4 separate regions of the Mus musculus genome follow, and all the other regions are linked to region 3. The links are chromatin contacts, called in public HiChIP or PLAC-seq maps. All regions are on one chromosome and are shown on one strand. Each heading gives the region's core, a stretch centred on a gene start, on an enhancer-like site or on the middle of the called end of the contact. The rest is flanking DNA. Distances are from core to core; before and after follow the strand shown. Region 1 has its middle 10 kb from the start of 1700018A23Rik. Region 2 has its middle 18 kb from the start of Gm34148. Region 3 holds the start of Tigar (Trp53 induced glycolysis regulatory phosphatase). Region 4 has its middle 50 kb from the start of Gm34148.

The links. HiChIP or PLAC-seq counts read pairs in DNA pulled down with a chosen protein or histone mark.
Region 1: a contact with region 3 is called in an H3K27ac HiChIP or PLAC-seq map of embryonic stem cells, with 6 times the contacts expected there. The contact joins the enhancer-like site here to the promoter of Tigar in region 3. A contact is called at or near these places in 8 of 39 promoter capture datasets (the 3T3-L1 cell line, the C10 cell line, the HPC-7 cell line and 4 more), 1 of 15 datasets of contacts at CTCF or cohesin (embryonic stem cells), 14 of 484 Hi-C or Micro-C datasets (B cells, CD4 T cells, CD8 T cells and 4 more), 11 of 115 datasets of contacts at active chromatin or transcription factors (embryonic stem cells and stem cell-derived neural progenitor cells) and 1 of 9 other capture datasets (embryonic stem cells).
Region 2: an H3K27ac HiChIP or PLAC-seq map of extraembryonic endoderm stem cells shows a contact between it and region 3. The contact joins the enhancer-like site here to the promoter of Tigar in region 3. A contact is called at or near these places in 20 of 39 promoter capture datasets (the 3T3-L1 cell line, 3T3-L1-derived adipocytes, the C10 cell line and 13 more), 3 of 15 datasets of contacts at CTCF or cohesin (CD8 T cells, the NIH/3T3 cell line and stem cell-derived epiblast-like cells), 7 of 484 Hi-C or Micro-C datasets (B cells, CD4 T cells, CD8 T cells and 4 more), 21 of 115 datasets of contacts at active chromatin or transcription factors (the 230-238 cell line, T-cell acute lymphoblastic leukemia, astrocytes and 17 more) and 3 of 9 other capture datasets (adipose tissue, liver and pancreatic islet).
Region 4: a contact with region 3 is called in an H3K4me3 HiChIP or PLAC-seq map of the 230-238 cell line, with 14 read pairs. The contact joins the enhancer-like site here to the promoter of Tigar in region 3. A contact is called at or near these places in 10 of 39 promoter capture datasets (the 3T3-L1 cell line, the C10 cell line, the HPC-7 cell line and 5 more), 6 of 115 datasets of contacts at active chromatin or transcription factors (the 230-238 cell line, bone marrow-derived macrophages, embryonic forebrain and 3 more) and 2 of 9 other capture datasets (liver and macrophages).

Annotation. Positions count from the first base shown.
Region 1 is chr6:126,810,350-126,813,340 of GRCm38.p6, reverse strand. It overlaps the pseudogene Gm29788. Among named protein-coding and RNA genes, the nearest start is that of 1700018A23Rik, 10 kb to the left of the region's middle. Within about 2 kb of position 1,655, at least 25 of the 459 cell types and tissues checked have an H3K27ac peak or open chromatin away from gene starts, as enhancers often do. A contact at or near this core is called in CD8 T cells, where this site is marked.
Region 2 is chr6:127,428,824-127,431,816 of GRCm38.p6, reverse strand. No RefSeq gene overlaps it. Among named protein-coding and RNA genes, the nearest start is that of Gm34148, 18 kb to the left of the region's middle. Within about 2 kb of position 1,591, at least 10 of the 459 cell types and tissues checked have an H3K27ac peak or open chromatin away from gene starts, as enhancers often do. A contact at or near this core is called in 3T3-L1-derived adipocytes, adipose tissue and extraembryonic endoderm stem cells, where this site is marked.
Region 3 is chr6:127,107,929-127,110,930 of GRCm38.p6, reverse strand. It overlaps Tigar (Trp53 induced glycolysis regulatory phosphatase), which reads left to right and starts at 1,379. Exons shown (of 6, transcript NM_177003.5): 1 at 1,379-1,495. The coding sequence starts at 1,464.
Region 4 is chr6:127,396,761-127,399,852 of GRCm38.p6, reverse strand. No RefSeq gene overlaps it. Among named protein-coding and RNA genes, the nearest start is that of Gm34148, 50 kb to the left of the region's middle. Within about 2 kb of position 1,477, at least 12 of the 459 cell types and tissues checked have an H3K27ac peak or open chromatin away from gene starts, as enhancers often do. A contact at or near this core is called in the 230-238 cell line, where this site is marked.

The DNA.
Region 1 (2,991 bases), core at 406-2,905, 300 kb after region 3:
GATGAGATGGCAGCTTAGCTGTCCACTGACAGTTGGTAGGCAAGGCAATCATTCAAGTTACCACTCGCCCGTCCAATCACACCCCGCCCGAGAACTGTGTTAGAAGGCTTACACAAGTGAATCACATGATCATACCCAGCTGCCTGTGCTGCATCAGCCCAGATGGTGGGAGCTTCCCCATGAAACTCCCAACCAGCAAAATCAACGAGAAGAAAAGACAAATGGATGAAAACCCACCGTTTAGTTTTCTTCTCCTCTGTTGCCTTATTCTGCAGTCTATACTGGTCTGATGTCCAGGAGAATGCTTTCCTTTCCTCTGTGCCAGCTTCTTCCCTTATGGTCACTCAGTGCTGGAACATTACTTGCAGAGTTCTCTGACTTTACCTCTTTCCGAGATTAAATGCCCATCAACCATATTGAGTGCTCCGTTGCATTTCCTAATTTGCAGCGTCTACAAATACATGCGGTTAGGATACAATCCAGTTCTGTACAAAGATCCTTTCTCTTTTGTTGCTGTGGTGGAGGGATATGGCTGAGCCCCTTGACTTTCGTGGGAGGGAGCATCCTTAAGCTGAGGAATCCTCTTACTGGCAATCATACATACCTTAGGATTTCTTCTTGGGTTGTACTGTCTGGTGTCTCCTCTCCTGGCTGAAGCCATCCAAACACTCATGTCTGTGCCATACACAGAATTCAACACTATGATACCTACCTGCAACCAATCCAGACAAACAGTAAAGTTATTTCTGGGATACAGGAAAACTGTCTGCGGGCTATCTGCCCTAAACCAGAAACCACAGCACAAAGAAGCATGCTTAAACAATCTCAGGACTTGGGAGGCTGAGGCAAGGGGATTGTCAGAAGGTTGAGGCCAGCCTGGGCTACAAAGTGAGTTCCAAGCCAGCTGTGAGTCTAAACGAAAGGAAAACCCCAAACAGAATATAAAATACAAACCTTCAGAACTGGGAGTGGTGGCTCACACCTATAATCCCAGCTCTAGGAAAGTAGATGCAGATGTAGCTCAAGATCAGCTTCTACTACATATCAAGGTCAAGGCCAGCCCAGGCTACCTGCTACCCTGTGTCTAAAGGCAAACTCCCAAAGAATCCACTGAGGATGTTCCAGACGCATCAGGCCCAAGAGGCCGCGCTACGAGGACAGAGTGCTTAGTAGACAGACTTTTCAAATGGGGACGTGGGCTAACTCTGAGATGCCTCTAGGGGCTTTTAGAAACGCTTACGGAGATCTTGCACAGCATGGATTCCTGTAACAGATCCCTTAATACAGTATTTTGAAATGCCCATGTTATTTGGGCTGTAAGTGGCCCATGATGGTGGTTAGGTCAGTTAGGTCTCCTATTTAGAGAGCACAGGAACCTAAGTCATGTTTAAACTCCTCCACCTCCCATTATTATTGGTCTATTTTTAATTTTCAGTTGTTTTAGGGGTGGGGATAGAGCCCAAGGCCTGGTGCAGGACAAGCAAGCAGCCATCACTGAGGTACCCAGCCCTAGCCAGAATTTTATAAGCAACTTTTTTGTATAACACTTTGTCTTTCAGAATGTCTTTCTTTTTTAAAAAACATAAAACCACAGTGATGACAATATCTTATGTTTCCTGAATGTGCCGAGCCTTTGACAAGGTTGGCTCGCACCTCATAACCACACTGCAGAGGAAATGGTTGATTTGTTTCACTTTTTGAAAACAAGGTTTCACTGTATAGTCCCAGATAACCCCGAACTTGTGGCAGTCATCCTGCCTCAGCCTCTCGAGTGCCAGGATTCAGGGAAAACCTCACTGTGCCTAGCTTGTTTGCCTGTTTATTGTAGCACTAGGGCTCCAACCTAGGCCCTTGCCCATGCTAGGCAAACACAAACCACTGAGCTATATCCCAAATCCTAGTCGGTGTTATAAACTCTCATTTTATAGATAAGAAAAATAGTTCAGAGAGGTAAACTAAATTGCTTTAGTTTCCCTAACTAGTGAGTAATGAACTTAATTTCTTAAACAACCCATACCCTTTCCAGCACTCTCTGGATGCCTGTGGTGGTCTAATCTATAGACCAGAGTTACCATAATTAACCTATCAATCACTACAAATTATTTCATTAATACGCTTATGGTTGTGACATCTAGGGATGTTGGTGGTAGTGATTATAGCACTTTGAATACTAATGGCTCAAATAGGGTTTTGAGTATCTTGTTACCAGTTGGTGGAACTATTTGGGAGGGATTGGAGGCTGTAGCGCTGCTGTTGGAGGAGCTGTGTCTCAGGGGTTGATCTTTGAGGTTTCAAGAGATTTGTGGGATTCGCAGTGCACTCGTGTAGCTGCCAGCGACCACGGGGTACTGAGTTCCTGAAAGCAAAGATGGGGGTTTGGATGGGAAAGGCTTCGAGAGAAATAAGGAGCCAAGACAAAGTTCTCTGATCAAGGCCAATGTTGACTTATGAGTGTGAGCTTATAAAGGGGTGGGGACCACCCATCCCCCACCAGGCCAGCATCTCATTGCTTTGTCAGGATCACATCAGGAAGACAGGTTCAGTCTCTCAGCAGTAGTGGCATCTTGGAGGAAACCACAGATGTGGCAGGACAATAGACTTTACCTAGGTTGGAAGACTCCACCCTAGATGGGCTAGCTGGCTGTGGCAAGCTAGGTTTGAGGCAGCCTGCTCAAGGCTGGGGGAAGAACACACACTTCCAGCAATGGGACAAGGGGCTCTCAGAGGCTCAGCAGAGAGAGGCCCAGGACTTATTCCTCGAGTTGGTTCGCAACGTGTTCTTCAGTAACTAGTTGCCCTGTAACCGCAGCATCCTTGACACCCGTGATGCCAGGGAGTACCCTTTTATATTGATATGTGGCGGTTACCCTTTAGTCATTAGCTGATGGCTGGTTCCTTGTTTTCAGGTCTGGGCTACTGTGAATAACGCTGTCATGTTTTGCCTTTTATTTTATTTGTTATTGTTATTATTATTATTATTTGTTTTTTTCG
Region 2 (2,993 bases), core at 342-2,841, 320 kb before region 3:
CTATAATCCTAGGGATGCTCTAGGGAGGCGGGAGACAGAGTCACCTGGAACCTCAGAAGCCAGCCAGCCTGGAGTACGTCACTCTGAGGGAACAAGAGAGATCCTGCCTCGACACGATGGGAGGAAGAATCAGATTTCTAGAACTTGTTCTTTGATCTCCACACATGCTGTGGCATGTGTACACACACACACACACACACACACACACACACACACACACACACACCAAATATTGAGCTCTAAAGTGCTAGTAAATTGGCCAAGCCCTGCCCTCAGCTCCTCCCTAGCAGCTTCCGTGAAGCAAGCCCTTCTCCCTCTCCGAGTTCCCAGGCTTTTCTTTTGTGAGCCAGCAAGCACTGCTTCTTGTTCTTCTTACTGGATGTATTCAGAATCCGTTCAGATAGGTTTTTAAGCCCTTGAGGGTAGGATTATCTGTTATTTTGCTTTTGTATCCTATCCTCTTGTGGCCCAACAATCAGTATAAAAGACAGATCTGGTCCTGCCAGCATTCTGGTTTGAATTCTTTGTAACTTCTCCATCCTTCCCACAGTGACTCTTAACCCAGTTGAATGGGAACTGGGAACAAGAGATTGGTGTCCATTTCCAAATCCTGGGAAGAAATGAAATATGGGTTGAAGCAGCAGAAGCAATGTATTATTCATCGAAAGGAAAGCTTGAAGTAGCTGCTTCCAAAATGCATTTCCTTTCTGGCAGGGGCCTGAGGCAATCCTAGAACTCACGGCCCGTGGGAGAAGACAGGATTTTGAAGTTTGGGAAGAGTGCACGAGATTTTCATTCTGATCAGTGGAGTCAAAGGTTTGGCTATTGTGTTTCTTTGCGAAACCCTCCCAGTTAGCTTTCTGTTGCAATGATAAAACACAAACCAAAACAATGTGGGGAGGAGAAGGGCTTGTCTCCTCTTAGAGATTTCAGCCTATTCTGAAGGGAAGCCAAGGCTTACGGCAGGAGCTGGAAACAGTAAATATGGAGAAACACTGCTTCCTGGTTGCTCCTAGATTTACATTCCGAGACTTTCTATACCCCAGGCCAAAATGCCTAAGGATGGCACCACCCGTGTTGGGCTAAATGCTCCTACATCAAATAGCAATCAAGAAAATTCCCCACAGAAAATTCCCCACAGTTATGCCTGCAGGGCAACATGGTAGAGGGAATTCTTCAGCTGAGGTTTCCCCTTCCCAGGTGTGTCAAACTGACAAGCAGGATTAACCATCACCAAAACGTTGACCTAAGGAATAAGATAATGCCACCTCTGTCACAAGCCAACTTTCAAATATTCATGGCTCTGTGCCTGTTGTGTTCTGCTCAAAAGCCCTACCGTGAACCAGCAGGGCTCTTCAAGATGTTTGATCTCCTATAGATCAAGTGCCCCTCATTTCCCCCCTATAGAACTGTCTTAGCTATTCTTGGCCCTTTGTTCTCATATGTTATTTTTACTATAAACATCTTTGAGGAAATCACATTCCACCTACTGGCTGCAATTAGACTTGAGTCATAGATTACAGAGAGTTGACAGTGACAATGAGTCCTTCATCTCTTATTTGCAGGGTCTGGGGATTGTCTACCCCATAGCAACCACTCCACTCTGCCCTTTTGTTACTGGCAGAAAACTCTTCTCTCTGAATAGATAATGTGCAGGTCTGAGGCACTCCTCAATGCCTCTTGATGACAGACTCAAACCGGGGCAGTGAGACACGAGGAGAGTTTCATAGGAAAGGCTTAAATTTGAGTGGCTGCATGACAATAGCATCCAGGTGATGAGGACTCTACATGAAGTCCACCCTGCCCAGAGCACAGACTTGGGGATAAAGCCATGTTGGAGTGACAGAGAATAACGTTGGAAACAGCCTGACAGTTTGATGGCATATCTGAGTTGCTAAAGTAACTGATCCCAGACCCAAATAAGTTAGATTAGACGTCCTACTATGTAAGCCAGTTGTTCCACTTACTTATGTTTTTGTATGTATGCATGTGCATGTATTTCAAGATTAGGGGACAGCAGTTAGCTCTCTCCTTTCACCATGTCAGTCCCAGAATTTGAATCTAGGTCATCAGTCTTGGTGGCTACCATGTTTACCTACTGGGCCATCAGACTGAGTACATTAGTGATTGATTGATTGATGATTGACTGATCTTACATCGATTGAGATGGAACTCAGAATCTCATGAATGCCAGGAAAATGCTCTATACCTAGACCTAAAAAATACTCTTTAAGACATTTCCTGTTGAATATGTTAGCATACATGTAAGAACATCCTAATTAACATGTCGGGTATTTTTCATTTCCTTCAATAACCTGTCCACCACTTACTTATAGAGACATTTTGTCCATTTTTGTAATCAAGACATTTTTACTCTATACTTTTCTGGAGACAGGTATAAGTATTGATTTCTTTGTTGGTCTAAGATTAAGTTTAGAGAACACTTGATGCTAATAATTTATGAGGTCCAGTATAAGATGTCATGTCACCTGTAAATAGGGCAGTTCTCCTCTCACTTTAAAATTCTCATACCTATTACTCATTCCCATGTCTTATTGTATTAGCTAAGACTTCAAGTACAGCATCCAAAGGACTAGCTCTACTTGCTTGGCTTAGGTAGAGGTGTTCATTCTAGACCATCCACAGTGAGAGTTCAACAGGGACACCACATGGGAGTTGGGCATTACAAGCAAGGTTGCAATGTATTTTTTACAAATATTCTTCATTAAACTAATGTGCTTTCTGTGTACTAGTGGGTCGAGGCATGGTTGCGAGTATGACAGGAGGCTAAAAAGCAATAGACGTGAGGCAGAAGCTTACTTTTCACCCTGAAGATGCTCAGTGGTAAGCAGTTCTGGGTGTAAAGATGGTGCCACAGTCAAGCCATTCCCCGTGCTTTCCTTCACATGTCAAGAAGAAGCATTCCCTGAAACCTGCTGTGGGGCTGTAAAAACTCAGGGGTGGGGGATGGGCCTAAGGCCTGTGATCCTGCC
Region 3 (3,002 bases), core at 130-2,629:
ATCTCTCCGGGAATCTCTTGCTGGAGTGAGAAAAAGTCCTGAAGGCAGTCAGAGGAGGGAACAGTCTCTGGAAGGAACATCACTTGCTAGAGATAGGCAGAGATGAGACATTCCTCTGTGGGCGACTACACCTTGGTGGCTGGGCTGCTTAGGCATGTCTATCTCTTAGCTTCCATTTAAAATTTCAGAGAAAATTTAGGATCCCACCAATGGACTGAGGTGAGGAACAGTGGATACACTGAATAAACCTCTTTTTCCTCCTTTTTTTCCCTCACTATTTATTTGGCTCTCAGTTGTCTTAGGAAGGCTAGATGGCCAGGCCTGGCTGGCTGGGCACAGGCTGTTGACCTCCAGCCCCTATAGCCCTTTTGTCCCTATGTTCCTATTATATGGCTGAGGACTAGAGGCTCAGTCTCAGTCTTGAAGACATCTATTTATTTGTTGATATTTCTTTTTATTTTATGTGTCTAGGTGCTCTGCCTGAATGTCTGTGCATAACGTGAGCCCAGAGGTCAGCAGAAAGTAAATGGTCTTCCTGGAACTGCAGTTACAGATGTTTGATTGCCTCTGTGGGTGCACTGGGCTTTGAACCTGGTTCTCCAGAGGAGCAAATAATCTGGGCTCTTAAAGGGTTAAGCCAACTCCCCAACCCCTCTCGAGGGGTTTTATACAGAACCTTTGTCCCTGCATTTGTTTTTAAGGAAACGACTTTCCTCTAGATCAGTGCAACAGAGATAACGTTCATTACAATAGGAATTATTTTAAGAAATGGTTGAATTAAACTCTTAATACAACAGGTATCAGTGGAGAGCTCTAGAGTAACTTAATTATAAATGATAGCAGCATTAGCGAAAATACTTGGTAATAATGTTTGGGAGGACCAGGCTCAGCAAAGCAGAAGGCAAGAAAGTGGCCTGACAAAAGTCTTTGGTTAAGAAGTTGAGAGAGAAACTAGGTTGGTTTGGATCTACATACCTACTTTGACCTCACTTCCCAGGTAAAGGATAACAGCTAACCCTCAAAGGATGCAGTCTGGCTGTGTAACCACCAGAGGAGAGCCATCGCCTTGGCACACTACAGGCACACTACACCTTGCACGCCTTCCTCAAATCAGTTCAGCATAAAACAATCAAAGCAGTCCTTATCTGTCCCTGGTGCAGGCGGCGGTCTAGCTCTGGCAAGACTCCAGGGCGTTAACCCAGGGCGGGGCCGCGCGCACCTGCCAGGCGCCAATCACAGGTTGGCGCGCAGGAGCGCAAGCGCCACTGGCCTGGGCGGGGCTTCTCCGGTTTCAGGCTCCACCTTTATTGGCAACCCTGTGGTGACGTTCAGCCGCCTCGACCAATAGCTACGGGGCCGGTCCGCCGTGCAGACGGAAGTAGTGCAGGCAAAGTGGTCCCAGAGTCAGGCGCAGCGAGGTGCTGCTGCAGAGCCGGGTCGTGGCTCACGCGTCTTGTGCCAAAATGCCGCGCTTCGCCTTGACCGTTATCCGCCAGTGAGTATCGCAGTTGCCGGGAGCTTCCTGGCCTGGGTCTCTTCTGGTCCCTACGTGCTCCAATCCGGGGAGGGTGGGCTTTCCATGTGCTTTTTCTTTGCATCCTCTCGTGTCCAATCTTTTATCCGCGACACCCTGCGTGAGGAAGCCGGGTCTTAAATGTCAAGAGCCTTGCGTTTTCCACGAGGAAAGAAGTGTGGAGAAGCACACGATCACGGTTCCCAGCCATTGCGAGAAGACATGACCCGGCCTCTCGACTTTTCAGTGTGACCTTTTCTGCCCCCTAGTAAATTCCAGAGTTTTTAGAATTGCTGAGCCACACCTCATCTATCCTATGCTGGTTGCCTTATTTTCTCACCCTCCCCTCCCCCTTTCTCCTTGCATCGGGGGTACTTTTGCAATTTACCTCCCTTCAGAGGCTACAGTTCTGAGGGAAAAAATTAGAGAGTTCGAGATCTCCGTCTCAGTCGACTGCATCACCCTGAACAAACATTTTTATCATGACAGATTTCATGGAGCAGAATCTGGCTTTAGGTCACCTATCGTTTTCCTTCCCAGTACATGTTTGCCTGGTGATGATGGTAGGCAGATTCAGGGTGGGTAAGAGGAGGGAAGTTTCAAGGCGTTGCTTGGTTGGGATTCAGGCTCCTCGTTGGGATTCAGTAGCTGCCTCGTAGGACAGACTTAATCTTTCTGACCTGCGTTCCGATAAGCAGATTGGTGGCAGCAGTCTTTCTAATCTCTCTGGATCTAACCAAATGGAGAGGATGGAGCACATGGAGCAGAGAGGAAGAAATATGCCCGAGAATTAAATAACGTGTTCTTCTGTAAGCAAAGCTCAGATAAAAAGCAGCTGAGTCTCACCTGTGTAGTCAGGGCTTATCAGAACAGCTTCTCGGAGCGGGACTGATTACCGTTTCCGGCTTCATAGGGCTCACAGGAACGCTGACAGCGTTTGAACCTTGTGGCGACCTTCTTCAACGCATGCTTTTTCTGTCCAGCTTCCTCTTTATAGGAAGATGGTCTCCAGCATCATGTGAAGTGGACCTTTAGGATTCAGGGATTTTAGTGGCTAAATTAGAACTCTGGTTCCCTGTGTCTTTCTGTGTCCCTGTGCTTTCTAGAATGTTCCGGGAGATGATACCGCTTTATTGGGAGCACTAAAGGAACATGAACCCCCTTGTCCTCTTTTCAATGTAGACCCTGCTGGGAAACGATCCCTACTTAGATTTTTTTTTTTTTTTTTTTTTTGGTTTTTCGAGACAGGGTTTCTCTGTAGTCTTGGCTGTCCTGGAACTCACTTTATAGTCCAGGCTGGCCTTGAACTCAGAAATCCGCCTGTCTCTGCCTCCCAAGTGCTAGGATTAAAGGCGTGCGCCACCACCGCCCGCCCCCTACTTAGATTCTTAACGGGCAATATCTGTGTGAATATGGAGTATCTGTGATTCACTGGAGAGTAAGGGGAGTCAGACTCCAGGGAACTTAAAGTTGTGGGGCAAGTATTTGA
Region 4 (3,092 bases), core at 228-2,727, 290 kb before region 3:
CCCAAATAAACTATTACATAGCAATGTGTCAAATAAAACAGCTAGAAAGGATTGATCCATTGACTCTGTCATGCTAGCCGGTAGCTCCTCAAAGAACTTTGGCTCCCATGAAGCAAAGCTCGGAAAACATCAGCCAGAGGTCCAGGATGGAGCTCCCTGCTCTACATACACAGCCCTTCAACCTGGATCTCATGATCTGATTCCCAACACCCTACTGGTTGCAGGCCCCGACCCTCCCTTAACGTACACGTGTACAAACATCTCTGTGAGTTCTCAACTTTCAAATGGGCATATTAAAACTCACAACTGCGGTGAAAATGAATGAATCAATACACGATGAAGCGCAGTATACGCTCGGGACACCAGCAGAAAGGACTTGGAACAGTCCGCAGCACCCAGGAAATTGAGCATTTGTACTCTTTCGCCTCTGCTGATTTTGTAGATTAGCTTGTGACAGCCTAACATAAAAACTTAATAGTCTCTGAGTGGTGTTCTTAAACAACCATGGAGGGTTTGGTTGGTTGTTTTGCTTGTTTGTTTGTTCGGTTGGTTGGTTGGTTGGTTGGTTGGTTGGTTGGTTGGTTGGTTGGTTGGTTTTGTTTTGTTGGCATGTTTGTAGCTATCTGCCTTTCATGCTCAAAGACAACAGAAGACATGACACTGGGGGCTGCGCTGAAAAGAGGCCACCATGTTAGTTCATCAATTAGGCTCCACCAACAAGCCACACGTGGTACTCTAGCTCACTGCCCTTCCTCTTGGAGCATGCTGTCTTGGATACCCTGTGGCCACGTTTCCTCTGACAGTCACTGTCCATATGTTACCTTGTCTTGGAACTGTCTAGATTCTTTATCCACAAAACCTACTTGCACAGCACCCCGTCTTCTCTGAGCCTTTGAGAGAACCCATGCAGAGGGAAGTTTAAAGGCTGTCAGACAGGCAGTCAGGACAAGGGTAGATAGATCCTTCTCAGCAGTTGACACTGACACCCCTACACCTGGGCATGTGTTCAATTCACCCTCGCAGGAAGTCCTGCTGCAGAAAAATTTAGAACAGTTGTCCCAAGGGAACATCATTTCTCTGTATCCTTGCTTCTAGGAAAGATGTATATGACCGTTTAGATGTTGATCATGTGGTTACTTTCCAGTTAAGTCTGCACTAGACTCCAGCTGTAGGTTCTGGTCAGAAATGTCTGTTTCACAGATGCGTCTACACAGTCCCTGAACAAGAGCAGAGAAAAGTCAGCAGTGGGCTCATGGTCACTGGCTTGCTCCTACCCTCAAATGCCTCTCAAATGTTCCCTCCAACTCTTATAAAGGTAAACGTTTCATTGGGGCTGCTTACAGTTTCAGAGGTTTGCTCCATTAGTGTCCTGGAGGAAGACATGGTGGCATGCAGGCAGTCACGGTGCTAGAGAAGGAGCTGAGAGTTCTACATCAGAAGTAAAGACAGCCACCAGACCTGGTTTGAGTTTCTGAGCAAAGCCCAACCCAAAGCGACACACTTCCTCCAACAGGACCACACCTCCTCCAACAAGGTCACACCTCCTCCAACAGGACCACACCTCCTCCAACAAGGACACACCTCCTCCAACAGGACCACACCTCCTCCAACAAGGCCACACCTCCTCCAACAGGACCACACCTACTCCAACAAGGACACACCTCCTAACAGTGCACTCCCTATGGACTTAAAATGGGCCATTTCTGTTCAAACCACCACAGGCTGTTCATTTCTTCTGGAGCTTGTCTTTGGATTCCCTGTAAGCTGACAGTCTCAAATATTGTTGTGGTTCTTTACAGCCTTGACAGTAATCACTGAAGCCATTGATCCACCACAGTGCCTCAAAGCCCCACTCCTAGATCATCAGGCCAGTGAAACCCCCATTCTGAGTGAATTTATACATTAGGTTCCTCCTCCTCTGTATCCTTTATTCCTTCCTCCTCCTCCTCTTCTTCCTTCTCCTCCTTCTCTTCCTTCTCTTTTCCTAAAGTGTCTTATTCTGTGGGCCAGGCTGGCCTCAACCCAATCCCCCTGCCTCAGCCTCCTGAATGCTGGGGTTATAGGCATGATCCAACACACTCAACAATCCATCCTGACTGTCATTTTGGCCTGCTTGCTTGTTTTCTACTTCAAAAGCTGTGGTTGGGTTTTCCATATTTTACAATGAAAGTCTTGTTGTTCCCGGTCACACATAATTGATTTGTGATCGGCGATACAAAATAATTCTTCCATGACCTTGGACAGAATATCAATGGTGTGGCCAGGATTTTTGTTTTTTTTATGAAGAGTGAGCAAACATTTTTAAATGACTAATAAATAACCAATGTCATACAGGGTTTCTGGATAGACAGAGGGGCTTTTGTAGTTCTGTAGAAGTCTTTATTTCAACTCACAGTCTGTTTTCTCCAGAAGTGAAATAGTTCAATGCAGTTGGATGCCTGAGAGGAGGGCTGGGAGAGACCAAGACTGGGATAAAGGGGATAAAGCAGACAGACTGAGTCCTCGGTCCTCAGCGCTAGGTGAGCTGCTTCTTCAGGGAGAAGCTGGCAGCAGCTGGCTTGAGGTTAAGGTCTCAGGACAGAGAGGTGGACAGTAGTTGTCAAAGTCCTCCACTCCATTGGTTCTGGGCTTTTGCTTAGGCAGAAGCATGTGGCAGAGGCTGCTCACCTCATGGGTGGCAGGAAACAAAGAGAAAGATGGAGACACAGCTCACCATCAGCGATTCTCTGCCTTCAGGCAAAAGTACCCACAAGCTGGGGGTCAAGCTCAGAACAATGAGTCATTTAATGGGCCACTTCGTAGCTAAATCATGACTTGAAGGAAAGTTGGAGGTACTAAGAGGAAGTGGGTGGGGACATCTCAGGGAACAGGGGTACATGGACTCTGAGCATGAATGGTGGGAAGCACACGAGATAGCCCATGTTATATAATGCATATATTACCCTTCTGTCTGGCATACCCAAACTAACATGTTTAGTTTCTTAACCAACATTGTTAGGCCTACGTGTATCTGAGTGAACTCTACCTAACTCAAGGGTACAGACAATCGTTTAGGAGCATGAATTTGCTACTACAAAGGGATGAAAAGATAT